5 separate regions of the Sus scrofa genome follow, and all the other regions are linked to region 1. A link is a contact called in public Hi-C and HiChIP or PLAC-seq data. All regions are on one chromosome and are shown on one strand. The core of a region is the stretch at or near the end of the contact, and the rest is flanking DNA. Distances in the headings are between cores, read along the strand shown. Region 1 holds the start of SNX5 (sorting nexin-5). Region 2 holds the start of SEC23B (Sec23 homolog B, coat complex II component). Region 3 holds the start of DZANK1 (double zinc ribbon and ankyrin repeat-containing protein 1). Region 4 has its middle 54 kb from the start of DSTN. Region 5 holds the start of RRBP1 (ribosome-binding protein 1).

Region 1 (2,545 bases), core at 31-2,530:
GGGCAGCTCCTGTGGCATATGGAGGTTCCCAGGCTTGGGGTCGAATTGGAGCTGTAGTTGCCAGCCTAGCCAGAGCCATACCAACACACGATCTGAGCTGTGTCTGTGACCTACACCACAGCTCACGCCAACGCCGGAACCTCAACCCACTGAGCAAGGCCAGGGATTGAACCTGCAACCTCATGGTTCCTAGTCGGATTCGTTAACCACTGAGCCATGATGGGAATTCCCCCCTCCTTTTAGTATAAAGGAAGCCTGAATACTAACTGATAAGATGGTTCTTTGGGACACTCCTCCACCATCTTCTCTGAGTGCCTGCTCTCCAATAAAGTCGCTATTCCTTGCCCCAACAACCCTTCTGTCGATTTATAGCCTATGCTGCAGCCAAGGTTGGTAATATTCAGACAAAACTACTTTTAAAGGACCAGCAGTTATTGAGAACTAGAAGACAGTTTGGGGCAAGATGTCTCCAATATTCAATACGGAGAAGTACTACGCCTAGGAAGGGAGGCGTGTGTAAAGAAAAACCAGGACCGGAGTTCCCGTTGTGGCGCGGTGGTTAATGAATCCGACTAGAGAACCATGACGTTGTGGGTTCGATCCCTGGCCTCGCTCAGTGTGTTAAGGATCCGGTGTTGTCGTGAGCTGTGGTCGCAGACACGGCTCGGATCCTGCGTTGCTGTGGCTGCAGCTTAGGCCAGCGGCTACAGCTCTGACTCCTAGCCTGGGAACCTTCATGTGCCGTGGGTGCGGCCCTAGAAAGGACAAAAAAAAAAAAAGAAAAAGAAATACCAGGATCTAGAGGAGGCATGCCAGTCATAGTTAAGTTTACCACTAATTCCCAAATGTTAGATTCTTGGCTAATTAATTCTGTGTGATTTCTCATTCAGCCCCTAACACTCAGTGGGCACTACTGAGATCAGTCTTAAGGAGCTCCTGAGCTGGAGGGCGGCAGTCCCCAGGGCCCACTAACCCATACTCCCCCAAGGAGGCCTCCCGCTCTGATAGCGGCGGAACCATAGTGGGGGAGATGTCGCCTGCGGCCCCTCGAATGGGAGTCAGGATGAGGGAAGAGGCAGCTTAAACAGAAGCCCAGCCCATGGCAGGGGTAGGTACCTCAAGGCCACCACGCTTTGGTAACTCCCAGGGTGTGAACAACCCTCTGGCGCGTACTTTTCATCCGTCCCGCGCCTCCGTCCCCAACTAGGCCCCGCCCCACAAACCGCAGTCCCAGCATGCAGTGCGGAGCTCACGTCCCGCCCCTAGTCCCTCGTTCTTCTCCATTGACAATTAAGGAACCATGGGGAGAACCGCCCCGCTGGCCGAAGCGCGGGCGCCTCCGAATCGCGCCTTTTCTCTCTCACGAGATTTTGCTTACGTCAGAGGTCGTCGCCATCTTGGACTCTGGCTGAGTAATAAATTTCCCCCGCACGAGCGCACGGTCTTTCGCGAGAGGCGCCTCACTTGGCAGGTGTTAAGGGCTCCGCGTTTCCGTCGCGGCCCTACGGTCGGCGGTTTCCGCGTGGCCCGGAGCGAGGGTAGGCCCCGAGTAACTTCTTTGCCCGGCTCCAAGATGGACGGCAGAGGGGACGGGGGAGGCCTCTCAGGGGGAGCACGTGGGGCGCCGCTCGCCTTTCCTGGGGCTGCTGGGATGGTGGCGGAGTCCCGAGGCCTCCCGCCGCCGTCGGGCAGGGAGGCTGGCGGAGGCGGGGCCGCGGCCGCCCCTGAGAGGCTCCCCGGCGGCGGCGGCGGCCCAGCCTCTTCTTTCCTCGCACAGCCAGGCGGCCCCGCTCGAGGCCCGCGTCGCCATGGCCGCGGTTCCCGAGTTGCTGCAGCAGCAGGAGGAGGATCGCAGCAAGGTGAGGCCCTGCCCACCCTCAGGCTCCAGCTTGGGAGGCCCCGGTGATCTCCCGGACCCCACACTCCTTCCCCCGGCCGCGGATTACTCCTTGGGGCCCCAGGGCTGTCCTCCCTCTGGGCTCCCTGGGGCGCTCCTTGGAGACCCGGGAGCGCGTGCTTGACGTGGAAAAGTTCCTGGAACTTCCCTTGGCTCGGTGGAGACCGGCTTGTGAACGTGAAATCCGCTGTTGCGACAAATGACAGCTTGATTTTTTTTGTTGTTGTTGCCTCCGATCCGCGTCCCATTCCCTCGAGAAAACTTTTTGGCTCAGATACTGGGGAAATTTTATCGAGTCAAATATGCAGCGTATTCGTTACAATTAACCGCTAAATGCGTCACTGTGGAGGTTCTGTCATTTTTAGTAGGTGCTCGAATAGTTGAAGACTTATTATGTAAATTACCCCCAGGCTCTTAGATCTTTAGGTCTGAAAGGTAACTGATGCAATAAATTCATGTTACTTTAGCTAGTAAAAGGTTTACGGGCAAGCTTCCGCCTTTATTGGTCCTTTACCCGTTTTGAAATTTATAGAGATTGGTATGAGCAGCAACGTTTTGTGCAAAATCGTCAACAGAAGTTAATCTGACAGAAAATGAAATTTATTCTAAAAATTGGAGGCACTCTCGAATTTAAGAAACCTGGAAGGA
Region 2 (2,545 bases), core at 34-2,533, 380 kb before region 1:
TCCTGGGTAGCAAAGGGTAATTCAGGTGGGAATGAAAACAAGTTCTAACATCCCAATTTTCAGCAAGCACTGCCGCAGACTTCATTAAATGAGTTTCCGTTCTCAAAACAGTTCATAATTAAAAGGTACTATCTCCACTCCATATCCCCAGGTATCTACATACTAAAACTTGCTCTCTTCCTTCCCCACTGACTCTTCCCCTTGCCCCTTCTAGATCATGGATTCTTGGGATTTAAAGGGTCAATAAATTCTCTGAAGGTGTAAGCAAAACCGAGTGCCTGAGTGAATATGCATTTTTCTAGAGAGATGGGTCTACCACTAACATATATTCAAAGAGGAAGGGTTTCAGAAGAGGCTAATAGCAGAATGGATGAATTAATGAATGAATAAGTGAAACTTAAGTTCTTGTAGATGAATCTGCCCTCTCCCCCCTCCCCACCCACCCAATTTATGCCATTCAGGTCATCAAGGCAGAACTTTTCAGGACACAACTAAGTTTAAACAAGGTTTTATCCTTAAAAGGAGTCCGAAGACCTGGGTTCTAGTCTCAGCTCTGTCACGAAACATAAATCATTTAACCTAAACCTCGAGTTCCTCAACTGTAAAATAAACGTTGGATCCTTCCGCCACGCGCGATTCGGTTCATCCTGCGCCAGAAGCCGGCTGGCCACCTCACCTGGCGGGGACCGCGTCACTCTCCGCAGATCCCAGGGTCAATGATCCCCTCAATTCCTCTGCCCGCCGAGAAAAGGCCTCGCCTCGGGAGAAACCCAACTGCCCCCTGTAGAGACCCTTGTCCAAGCCCTTGGCGTCCCATCACCTGGGCTGCCCACTCACCTGCCCGGAAACGCTCACCGGCTGCAGCTGTGCGCACCCACTGCTACAAGAGCCCGGCTCCGGCTCCCACCGCCAAGTCCAGCTCAGCTCTCAGCCGATTGGTCAGCGCCTTTGTGCGTCACGCCACAGCGCCGTCCGATAACCAATTAAAGAGCGCCCACCCCTGAGAGAGAGCGGAAGCAAGACACTCAGAGAGGCTGCGCCGCCATCTTGGAACAGGGCAAGACAGCGGTCCTTCGCTCTTTAAAAATTAACAGATCCTCGGAATACACGTTTTTCCAAGCTCACCGCCAAATGTTTATACTTCAGGAAAGACCTGTGCTGCCAGACTGTTTCCTAGGTGAAGTCAGCACGCCTCAGGGGTTCGTCCTACTCCATTAAGGCGGCCGCTCGCCTAAGCGGAAAGTCCCTCTCATCGCCTTAGTTACCGAGAAGCGAGAACAATGACGTATGGCCCCGGAAGAAGGCGTGTTTCCTCGTGAAGGGGCCCGAAGCTGGCCGGAAAGAGACGTTAGCACGCGGGAGGGGCAGGGCGGAGAGAGTTTAGGAACGCATGCGCACGAGATTCCTGTTAGTTCCTCTGGTAAAGTGAGCTTCATCAAATTGCAGGGTTTCCTTCCTTCCCAATGTCCGGTTACTTCGTCTCTGAGGAGCCCGACACTCGTGCACAGTTCCTCTCAGTCCCTGTTATACTTTCATGTGAAGGTCAGTAACTGGAAACTGGTCCTATTCGAGCATTTTAAGAGACTAACAAAACTCCTAATACATTGAGCTTAACTTTCTACATCTACCACTTCTGTTTTACACCTTATAAGTAGCAAAACCAAGCGCATTTATTAATCTGACCTAGAGATGTAGCCACTTTGTGTCACGTAAAAATAAGCAAAATTATATAAACTTGAAAGTATGCTTAGAACATATCAAAGCGTCCGAGAATTACCATTAATTAGATCAACCCTTAGTACGAAGCGTTGTTGTTGTTTTTCTGCTTTTTAGCGCTGCAACTGCGACATATGGAAGTTCCCAGGCTAGGAGTCGAATTGGAGCTATAGCCACAGCAACCAGGTATCCGAGCCTTTTCTGCAACCTGCACTACAGCTCAGGGCAGCACCGGATCCTTAACCCACTGAGTGAGGCCAGTGATCAAACCTATGTTCTCATAGACAGTCAGATTATTTTCCACAGAGCCATGACAGGAACTAACCCCCCCCCTTTTTTTCTTTTTCTCGTTCTGGAACTTCCCAGGGTAGAGATGGATCTCATGCCTCCGCAGTGACCCAAGCCACAGCAGAACTCTGAATCCTTAACCCACTGAGCCACAGGGGACCTCCAGTACAAAGTTTAAAATGACTAACATCATGGAAATTGGTTTTAAGTCGATGTGCTGTGAAACTTACAGGTAATATAAGAACTTGAATAATGATTCAGTTTTGCTGAATAAATTTGCAGTTTTCATGTTCCTAAAACATTTCATTAGAGTAATGTTAGGGTTTTTTAAATAATTAAACTAGTAGAAGTTTAGGAAGTTCAAATCAATTATTCTCTCAGTAAGGAAACGAACTTGATTAAAACACACAATTGTATTATATTTTACAGTGAAAAAATACTTAGTTGAGGTTTTTTGTTTTGTTTTTTAGCCAAACATTAAAAGAATATCATTTGCCTAAGATCTGGTTTAGTTATTTGAAAATGGATTTCTTCTATACTA
Region 3 (2,545 bases), core at 15-2,514, 340 kb before region 1:
GGGCACCCTAAAGCCTTCACTTAAATACTGCCCTAAAACCTTTTGGCTTAAGTCGCTTCGTAGTCAAAAACTGCGGCCTAACTTTAGCCAAACGTTTTTTTCGTTTGTTTGTTTGTTTTGTTTTTTAAATGGTTTTTAGGGCCGCACCTGCGGCATGTGGAGGTTCCCAGGCTAAGGGTTGAATAGGAGCTACAGCTGCCGGCCTATACCAGAGCCACAGCAACACAGGATCCGAGCCTCATCTGAGAACTACACCACAGCTCACGGCAATGCCGGATCCTTAACCCACTGAGCGAGGCCGGGGATGGAACCCGCAACCTCATGGTTCCCACGGGGATTCATTTCCGCTGCGCCACGACGGGGACTCACAAACGTTCTTTCATGGCAGGTCCCTTAATGACAAGGGCAATCCTGGATCAGAAGGTGTACCCACAAGTACTACTGGGAAAATGCCGAGTCTTCACTCGCAGCGTGGATCACCTTAAAGTGAGCAGGAAGCGCGTTGAGTACAGCTTCCCGAACAGCACCAAGGGCAATTCGGCTACACAAAATTGCAAAATGTCAAACTCTTTTTGAACTTCTTAAGAGTTCTGAATTCTAGGATAGGAAGGAGGGTTCCAGGCCCCGCGATCCCCGCCCAGCCCCCGCTCCGTACATTCACTCAACCTGAGCCCGCGTCTACTAAGGGTCCCGAAAAACGGGTCCAGGGCCTTGCGGGGGCTCCCCAGCCGGAAACCGGGCCTTTCGCACCGATTTACCTGTTTTCGATTTCGACCGGATCTGCATCAGGCGGCTGCACCTTCACCTTTACCTCGGCCATGAGGGTGCAGTTCCCACCCCTTGGGGGAAAGAGATTCTAGAACCGAGGGAAAGGGAACCGGGGAACCAGGGAACGGCGAATATAGCGCCCGGCCGGCGCAAGGGGCCTCCCTCCTCCTGTCGCAGCCGGCCCTTCCTTGATTGACGCCTTGAGGTGGCCAAGCCGTGCCTGCGCCGCCTCACTCGCGCGCTCCCGTACAGCTTCTTATTCCAGCTGTTTTTTTTCCAGAATGATAGTTATCTGTCGGACCAACGAGCCTGGTTCCCCCATTCTAGGTTGGAACGCCACCTTGTAGCAGTCACCAACCTCTGTCAAGGCACGTCCTCGGATGCCTATCATGCAGTCTGACGACAGGAGCTCCAGGCCAGTACCATTCGCCGGACCAAGCGCAGGGGCGGAGCTAGTTGCTAGGAAGCCGAGTTCCCGCCAATCACCGGCCCAGCTGTCAGTGGGCGGGGCGCGACTCGCAGCGTCTGTGGTAACCCGGACTGCAGTGAAGGAGAGGGCGAAGGGCGTTGAGCTGTGGGCTGTCTGCCTGGGGGCGGCGGAGGTACCTCGGGGGGTCCCAATCGGTTCCCGGTGGTCAGAGGAGGAGGAGGAGGATTGCATCCCTCACTCCAGCTGAGAGGTAGCGAGTGTCCTTGACTGCATCTGAAGGGCGGGGATGGGGATCAGACGGGGTTCCAGATCCCGGCGGTGAGGGGCAGTCTGGATGCAGGGATGGGGGTGGGGAATGTTGTTGACGCCACACTGCCATTTGGGCCTAACGGATCGGTTTATTTCTTGATCCCCTACGCTCGGGGCCCACTGGCCTGCCCACTGTCGGCCTTCCAAGGGCAGCTCCTAGTCGCCGCGCGAATTATTCCCTCCGTAGCTGCTTTTATTTTGAGCTAATTGTAAACAATTTTAATTTCAATTGCCTCTCACTTAGATGAAAATGTGAGGATGGGTAATCTCCAGAGCCCAGCCACCTTTCTGGAAGGGTATTTTTGCTCTACTATCTGAATCTGCAATTTACGTTCCTAGCCTCCGACCTGGAATTATCCAACCAGGCGTTAAATTCCCTGCTTGAATTTAATTATCTCACCTTTGGGTTACAGTCTCTGACAATCCTCAAAGCACAGAGATTTTCAGAGCAACATTATTTAGAATAGCAAAAACCAAAACTAAAGAGAAACTAGCAATAGCTTAAATGCCTAATCACAAATTGATAAGATTATGTAAGTACTTGACAAATTGTAAATAATAGCAGGGGTTGCAAGAAATACACTATAAAAATTTAGTTTTTATATAGGTTTTTATTAAGTAAACCTGTGCATCTATTATCATTGAAATTTGAACAGACCTTCTGAGATGTAAATGGTTGCTGCATTAAGGTGTGGTGTTTTTTTTTTTTTTCATGAATCCTTTAGGCATTAAAAATTATGAACCTCCCTGACTCCCAGGGAAAAGATCACTAAGGCTTCCATTCTCATACTTAATTATTTATAAATACAGTAGATGGAGCAGGAGCCTTTTGTGTTTCTTGCTCACTTTTTATATCCATGCCCATTTTCTTCCGGCTGTTGTTCTTCTGAAATGTCTTGGCAAATTTCATATGCAAGATCGAATTGGTGACAACCATAGGGGTTTGAACCTGGAGCTGTCCCCAGAGAGCTGGCTCTAAATTAGCATTTCATGCCACGTACACAGCTATTTCTGTGCTTCTTATGTGCTGACTTGCCC
Region 4 (2,545 bases), core at 20-2,519, 330 kb after region 1:
TGCCTGGGGCTGTCGAATGTGGGTTTGACGCCTCTCTGGGGTGGTTGTCGCAAAAGTGAAGCATCATGGTGCAGTGTGTCCTGTAGCCACCAGCGGCTCCACATGCCAGCCGCTGCCTGGGGCCGGGCAGTGCTGACCTCAGTCTGCATGACCAAGACCTGGTCCTGGCTTTCAGGGACCACCTGTCTGCCGTTGTGACTCTTGTGTGTTGTGACTGTTGGGATCAGGGCGCTGGAAATTCTGGGAAGTCTCCTCAGAGATATGAGCATAAGCTGGAGCTAAGCAGATGTTTGTCAGGCGGGGAGAAGGGATCCAGGCCCAGGGAACAGAGGTGCAGAGGTAAAGAGCTGCCAGGGGCTCGGGGGGTAAGGCAGGAAGACTTCGTGGAGCCAGGTTATGAAGGCAAAGGGGGCAAGCTGCAGGGGCCACTGAGGTTTTTAAGCAAGGGGAGAAACTTGTAACTGTTCTAGATTCTCTGGTCAAGGAGCCTGCAGGACGTGGGCTCTAGGCCACGGTTTCTGACAGATGGAAAGTAAAGTGTCAGAAGTTATATAAGTTATGGTGTCAGAAGTTATGGAAATGACCCATAACTGCTGACACCCACCACATGCCCAGCCCCATGCTTGGTTCTCATGTGACATCTTCCAGTCCCCATGGGAGGGGAGTTTCTCCTCATCCTGCAAAGGAATCCCCACAGAAGGGAGAGCTCACCTGGCAAAAGGCACAGCAGGCTTCAAGCCTGCCTTTAATGCTGACCCAGCATCGGGAGGCCTGGGCGTCCGCTGGAGGGAAAGGGGTTTCAAGTGTGTGGCAGCCATGCACCATGGCCCCTCACACCACACTCCCGTGTGCCCTGTGTGTCGGGTAGGGACACACAGCTCATCCTCCCGCTCACGGGGAGCTTCACGTAAGGTCAGGGGCTTGGAGTCATCCCTGGTGGGAAACAGGCTAGCCTTGTTCCTGAGCCAGGACCGCCATCAGTGGCACCAGCATTTCCAGGAAGCTCCCCTGCCCCAGTGGCTGCAGGACAGAGAACCCTTATGCTGGGCAGATGCCCCCCCTGAAGGCACAGGAAAGGGGGACACCTGGGGAGAAAAAAGCACAGGAAGGAAGACAGGAGGCCACTGGGCAGGGTGAACCTGGGGCTCCTGCAGCTCCAGGTGAAGCCCTTCCTCCATCCATTCCCCACCAGCACCGCCTCAGCTGTCCTGAGACCCAGCAGTGGCCGCTCCGTGCCAGCAGGGGGAGCGTGAGCATGCCAGGAGCCTGCTGGCTGAGTTCCAGCCTCAGACTGGGGGAGGGGGAGAGATCAAGGAGGGGAGGGAGTCACCCTTAACAGACCCTGCGCAAGAGGCTGAGGGGGCCCCCTGGTGTTCCCCAGGAGCCTGGCCTGCCAGTCTGGCCATTCACAGGTCCTAGTCCTGCATATGGCACAGAACTCCCTCTGCAGTCCCTGGGGACCAACCGCCCAGGCCGGACTGCAACCAGACCCAGGGCAGCGCTGGGAGTCTTCTGAAAACATCTAGTGTAAACCCCTCCCTGCAGAGGCTCCAGGGGCTGACCTGAGGCTGCAGGGTCATGGGGCTCATCAATGGGGCCCACGGTGCTGGCGCCAGCTTTTTGGACTAGCTTCCTCTGGTCATCTCTGAATGATGGTCAATAAAATGCACAAACGCCACTGGGATGCCTGGCCTGTAGGCAGCAAAAACACAAGACACTCCGCAAATGCCTCCTTCCCAAGAGCTTCCTCAGAGGGGAAGGTCTAATAGGACTCAAAGCCCAAAAGAACGATTCCCTCCCCTCCCCAAATCAAACAAAATGACTCAATTCCAGATGTTAGAAATGAAGAACTTGCCAGGGACATGATGAAAATAGCTTAGGACCAGAAAAGGAGACCTGAACTATCCAGCTGTGCTGTCCCTAAGCAAGTTACTTTACCTCTCTGGGCTGGCTACAGGCTCCCTCCCAGGCCCTGCCAGCCACTATGCAGTGACCCTTCTCCCCTGGCTGGGACTGGAGACTGTTCCCCCATGTCACAAATGCCTTAAACCATGACAAGTGCTGTGTCCTTGGGCATATCCGTCTGTCAGTGCAAAAGGCATGAACTGGTGAAGAAACAGAAGCTACACTTCCAGCATGGACCCGCCAGCACTGAGGAGTTCTGAAAAAGGAAACCACCCAACTAAGCCTGGTCTTACTATTGGAGTCACTATGTTCACTGTTTGCTCAGCGATTAATATTTTCTGAAATAACAAACTTTGTAGTCAAGCTCTGAACTTGTTAGCATTGGCTTTGTTTGCTTTTTCCTCAGAACGCAAGAGTAATCATTACATGAACCTTAAGTCAGCTTTCCACAAACACACTTTTGCAATGTGTTAACACTAGTGAAAGGTGTAAATGTGCTGAAAGCAGAGTGTACTTGTATTTTTATTCCTCACTAATGTCAAGCTAAAAGGTCAAAACTTTTTTTTTGGGGGGGTCTTTTTGCTATTTATTTGGGCCGCTCCCGCGGCACATGGAGGTTCCCAGGCTAGGGGTCCAATCG
Region 5 (2,545 bases), core at 15-2,514, 260 kb after region 1:
TCCTATTGATTAATCATTAATGTGCTAGGGAACTGCTGAGATTAAAAATAGGAATGAATGGTTAATTTCAACTCAGCTGCTCTTTATTTCCTCATGATGACTTATTTCCACATCTTTCCAACAACTTGTTCAAAGGGGAAGGGGGTACGGGAAATTGTCTAAGAAACAGATATTAGGAAGAGGTTCTGCAGCCAGGGGGTTGGGGAGAAGTGGTATGGAGCAGATTAGCTGGCAGCCGCCCTTTGGCCTCTCAGAAAACCTTAATTTCAAAGAAACTGGTTTTGGCTCAATGTTCAGAGTTAGCTTTAAGAGACACTGAGAGAATGGTTAAAAAGCAGGCCTAAAATTATCTTAATTGAAAGTCTTATTTGGTTATGAAGAGTGTTGGCTTACTTGGGTGGAAGGGGGGGAGGAAGTCTTGTAACGAAGTACCATTTGCTCAGTTTTCTGGGAAGTGGGTGAGTTTATCTGGGTCAGGCCCTTTCACCCTCTCCATTGCAAAGAGTAAAACGCCCTAAATAGAATTGCAATTATTGTTCTGCCAGCTGTGGTTTGGACGAGTAACTCAGACTGTGCCTCAGTTGTACCCTCCCTAAAAATGGGTGCACTGACGTTCACCTCCATTCTTTGTGCACCATCTGGCCTTTCCGCCCCCGATTCCTCCATTTACTCAGGAAAATTCCTTCTGGTGCTGACTGAAATATCTTTGAAGATAGCGACGTGCCCTCTCGGGACTGACCGCCAGCAGAACTTGTCCTCACATCCAGGGCCCGGAGGGGGCGCTGCTGCGGGGGCAGTTAGCTGGTTTTAAATAAAGCATTTCTCGCGGCTGTTCCTGTGTTGCGCAACCCTGCTCAGGGTGACACCCACCGCCACCTCAGCCTGGAGGGGTTCAGGGGCGCAGGCGCAGCGCCGCCGGGATTCGAACCTTCCGGGTCCAGCTGGGTCAGAGCCGGCCCCCTGACAGTGACTGCAAGCAGGGCCGAGGGCCCGGAGTGGGCGGGGCCGGCCGGCGCCCCCTCCCCCTTTTGGCTGGGCGTTCCGGCCCCGCCCCGCCCCCGCGCCGGCCCGAGCGTCGCGCCGCTCGGCTCCGCCCCTCCATGGCCCCGCCCCCGCGACTCCCCGCAGCTCCTCCCCTCTCCCATTGGCCGAGGCGGAGACCCTCCTCTCCGCCCAATGGCCGCCGCAGCGTCTCGGCTTCCCGCGTTCTGACTGGCCAGCGACAGGCAGAGTGGCGGGGCGCGGACCAATGGGGAGAGGCGACTCGATGAATGGCTGGCCCGGGTGGGGAAGGCAGGAGGCGGCGATCCTGGCGGAGGGGGCCGTTCGCCAGCTCCGAGGCAGAAAGTGCCACGACTCCACACGCGCGCACGCAGCCAGCGAGCGGCCGGAGCGGACGGCAGACGGGGCGGGCGGCGTCGAGGTCGCGGCGCCTGCAGCTGCTCGGAAGCGGCTTTTCGGCGGAGGCTCAGCCGTCTCCTCTTTCCCGGTTTCGCGGCGGCGGCGGCGGCGGCGGCGGCTCCTGCCCTCTCGCTCTCCCTCCCGCGTCTCCCGCTGCAGGTAAGAAACTTGGCCCGGCCCTGCAGCAGTAGCTGCGGCTCGCGGGCTGGGCCGTCGGGGCGCCGAGGCTGGGGCCGGGGCCGGCCGCGCCGCGAGTGACACGTCTCCTTGGCGGCCCCTCCCCCGGCGGCGCCGCCCGCCGTCGCTATGGCCGTGGACCCTCGGGGTTGGGACAGGCCTGGGGGGGGGGGCGTGTGCTGAACCGAACCCCGTGCAGGGGCGTCGGCCGAACGCGTCCGCAGTGTGGACCCCACGCCCCTCGCCGTCGGCTGGACCTGCGGCGGCCCCGCTGCGCGACGTGGCCACCCCTCCTTCCCCGCCGGGCCGTCGGGCCGGCTGGCGCGCACCGAAGTTGGGTGAAGAAAGTTGGCGGCGGGGCGGGGCGGCCCACAGCTGGCGAAGGAAGGGGTTAAGTTTCGGGAAGCGGCCGGATGACGTTGCCGGGCTGGAGTCCGGGCTGGAGGGGGTGGGGGGGCGGGCGGAAGGCGGCGGAGGCCGGCCGGGGGGAGGGGGCGGGATTGAATGGGGGCCCCCGCCGGGTGAGAGCGCTTGGCTGCAGGCTGCGACCCGGGGGCGCGGCGGGGTCCGGGCGGCCCCGACGGGGCGGGCAGGGGACTTAGGGCTGCGGGGGACGCCGTGCGGGGACCGGGACGGTCCAGGTCCGGACGCCCGGCGGCCGCGGTGGCAACTTCCCGAAGTGCTGGAGGCGTCTCCCTGCTCCCCCTGGCGGTGGGGCCGGGGGCGCCTTTTCCCCGGCCGGGCTGCGCGAACCCAGGCGCGAGGGCTCCCGGCGCGGGGACTGGGGCACCCCGAGCCATTCCTGGCCCGCCCCTTCGCGCCACGATGAATGGACTTGCGGTGCCAGGCCCAGGCGGAAGCGGCATCTCCGGCCCGGCCGGCCAAGCACGCTGGCACCCGGCCTGGCGCCCGCCCAGGGCCGCCAGGCTCCCTGGCCGCGCCCTGGGCAGGGGAAGGCGGGATGGGG

The links. A called contact is a pair of places that touch in the nucleus more often than the background predicts. HiChIP or PLAC-seq counts read pairs in DNA pulled down with a chosen protein or histone mark.
Region 2: a contact with region 1 is called in an H3K27ac HiChIP or PLAC-seq map of alveolar macrophages. The contact joins the promoter of SEC23B here to the promoter of SNX5 in region 1. A contact is called at or near these places in 1 of 47 Hi-C or Micro-C datasets (heart right ventricle) and 1 of 2 datasets of contacts at active chromatin or transcription factors (alveolar macrophages).
Region 3: a contact with region 1 is called in a Hi-C map of mesenteric adipose tissue, with 4 times the contacts expected there. The contact joins the promoter of DZANK1 here to the promoter of SNX5 in region 1. A contact is called at or near these places in 1 of 47 Hi-C or Micro-C datasets (mesenteric adipose tissue) and 1 of 2 datasets of contacts at active chromatin or transcription factors (alveolar macrophages).
Region 4: an H3K27ac HiChIP or PLAC-seq map of skeletal muscle shows a contact between it and region 1, with 4 times the contacts expected there. The contact joins the enhancer-like site here to the promoter of SNX5 in region 1. A contact is called at or near these places in 1 of 5 promoter capture datasets (liver), 4 of 47 Hi-C or Micro-C datasets (embryonic fibroblasts, epiblast stem cells, liver and 1 more) and 2 of 2 datasets of contacts at active chromatin or transcription factors (alveolar macrophages and skeletal muscle).
Region 5: an H3K27ac HiChIP or PLAC-seq map of alveolar macrophages shows a contact between it and region 1. The contact joins the promoter of RRBP1 here to the promoter of SNX5 in region 1. A contact is called at or near these places in 4 of 5 promoter capture datasets (fetal liver, fetal skeletal muscle and liver), 8 of 47 Hi-C or Micro-C datasets (embryonic fibroblasts, epiblast stem cells, fetal heart ventricle and 3 more) and 2 of 2 datasets of contacts at active chromatin or transcription factors (alveolar macrophages and skeletal muscle).

Annotation. Positions count from the first base shown.
Region 1 is chr17:26,380,412-26,382,956 of Sscrofa11.1, reverse strand. It overlaps SNX5 (sorting nexin-5), which reads left to right and starts at 1,280. Exons shown (of 14, transcript XM_021078329.1): 1 at 1,280-1,538; 2 at 1,778-1,859. The coding sequence starts at 1,809. It overlaps MGME1 (mitochondrial genome maintenance exonuclease 1), which reads right to left and starts at 1,396. Exons shown (of 5, transcript XM_021078251.1): 1 at 1,379-1,396. The coding sequence starts at 1,396.
Region 2 is chr17:26,758,786-26,761,330 of Sscrofa11.1, reverse strand. It overlaps SEC23B (Sec23 homolog B, coat complex II component), which reads right to left and starts at 1,283. Exons shown (of 20, transcript NM_001267832.1): 1 at 838-1,283. LOC102163552 (a long non-coding RNA gene) reads left to right here and starts at 1,387. Exons shown (of 3, transcript XR_308679.3): 1 at 1,387-1,542; 2 at 2,083-2,236.
Region 3 is chr17:26,717,927-26,720,471 of Sscrofa11.1, reverse strand. It overlaps DZANK1 (double zinc ribbon and ankyrin repeat-containing protein 1), which reads left to right and starts at 1,264. Exons shown (of 18, transcript XM_021078190.1): 1 at 1,264-1,448. It overlaps POLR3F (DNA-directed RNA polymerase III subunit RPC6), which reads right to left and starts at 1,133. Exons shown (of 10, transcript XR_002340113.1): 1 at 759-1,133.
Region 4 is chr17:26,051,590-26,054,134 of Sscrofa11.1, reverse strand. No RefSeq gene overlaps it. Among named protein-coding and RNA genes, the nearest start is that of DSTN, 54 kb to the right of the region's middle. Within about 2 kb of position 1,269, at least 26 of the 83 cell types and tissues checked have an H3K27ac peak or open chromatin away from gene starts, as enhancers often do. A contact at or near this core is called in liver and skeletal muscle, where this site is marked.
Region 5 is chr17:26,118,973-26,121,517 of Sscrofa11.1, reverse strand. It overlaps RRBP1 (ribosome-binding protein 1), which reads left to right and starts at 1,264. Exons shown (of 24, transcript XM_021078037.1): 1 at 1,264-1,560.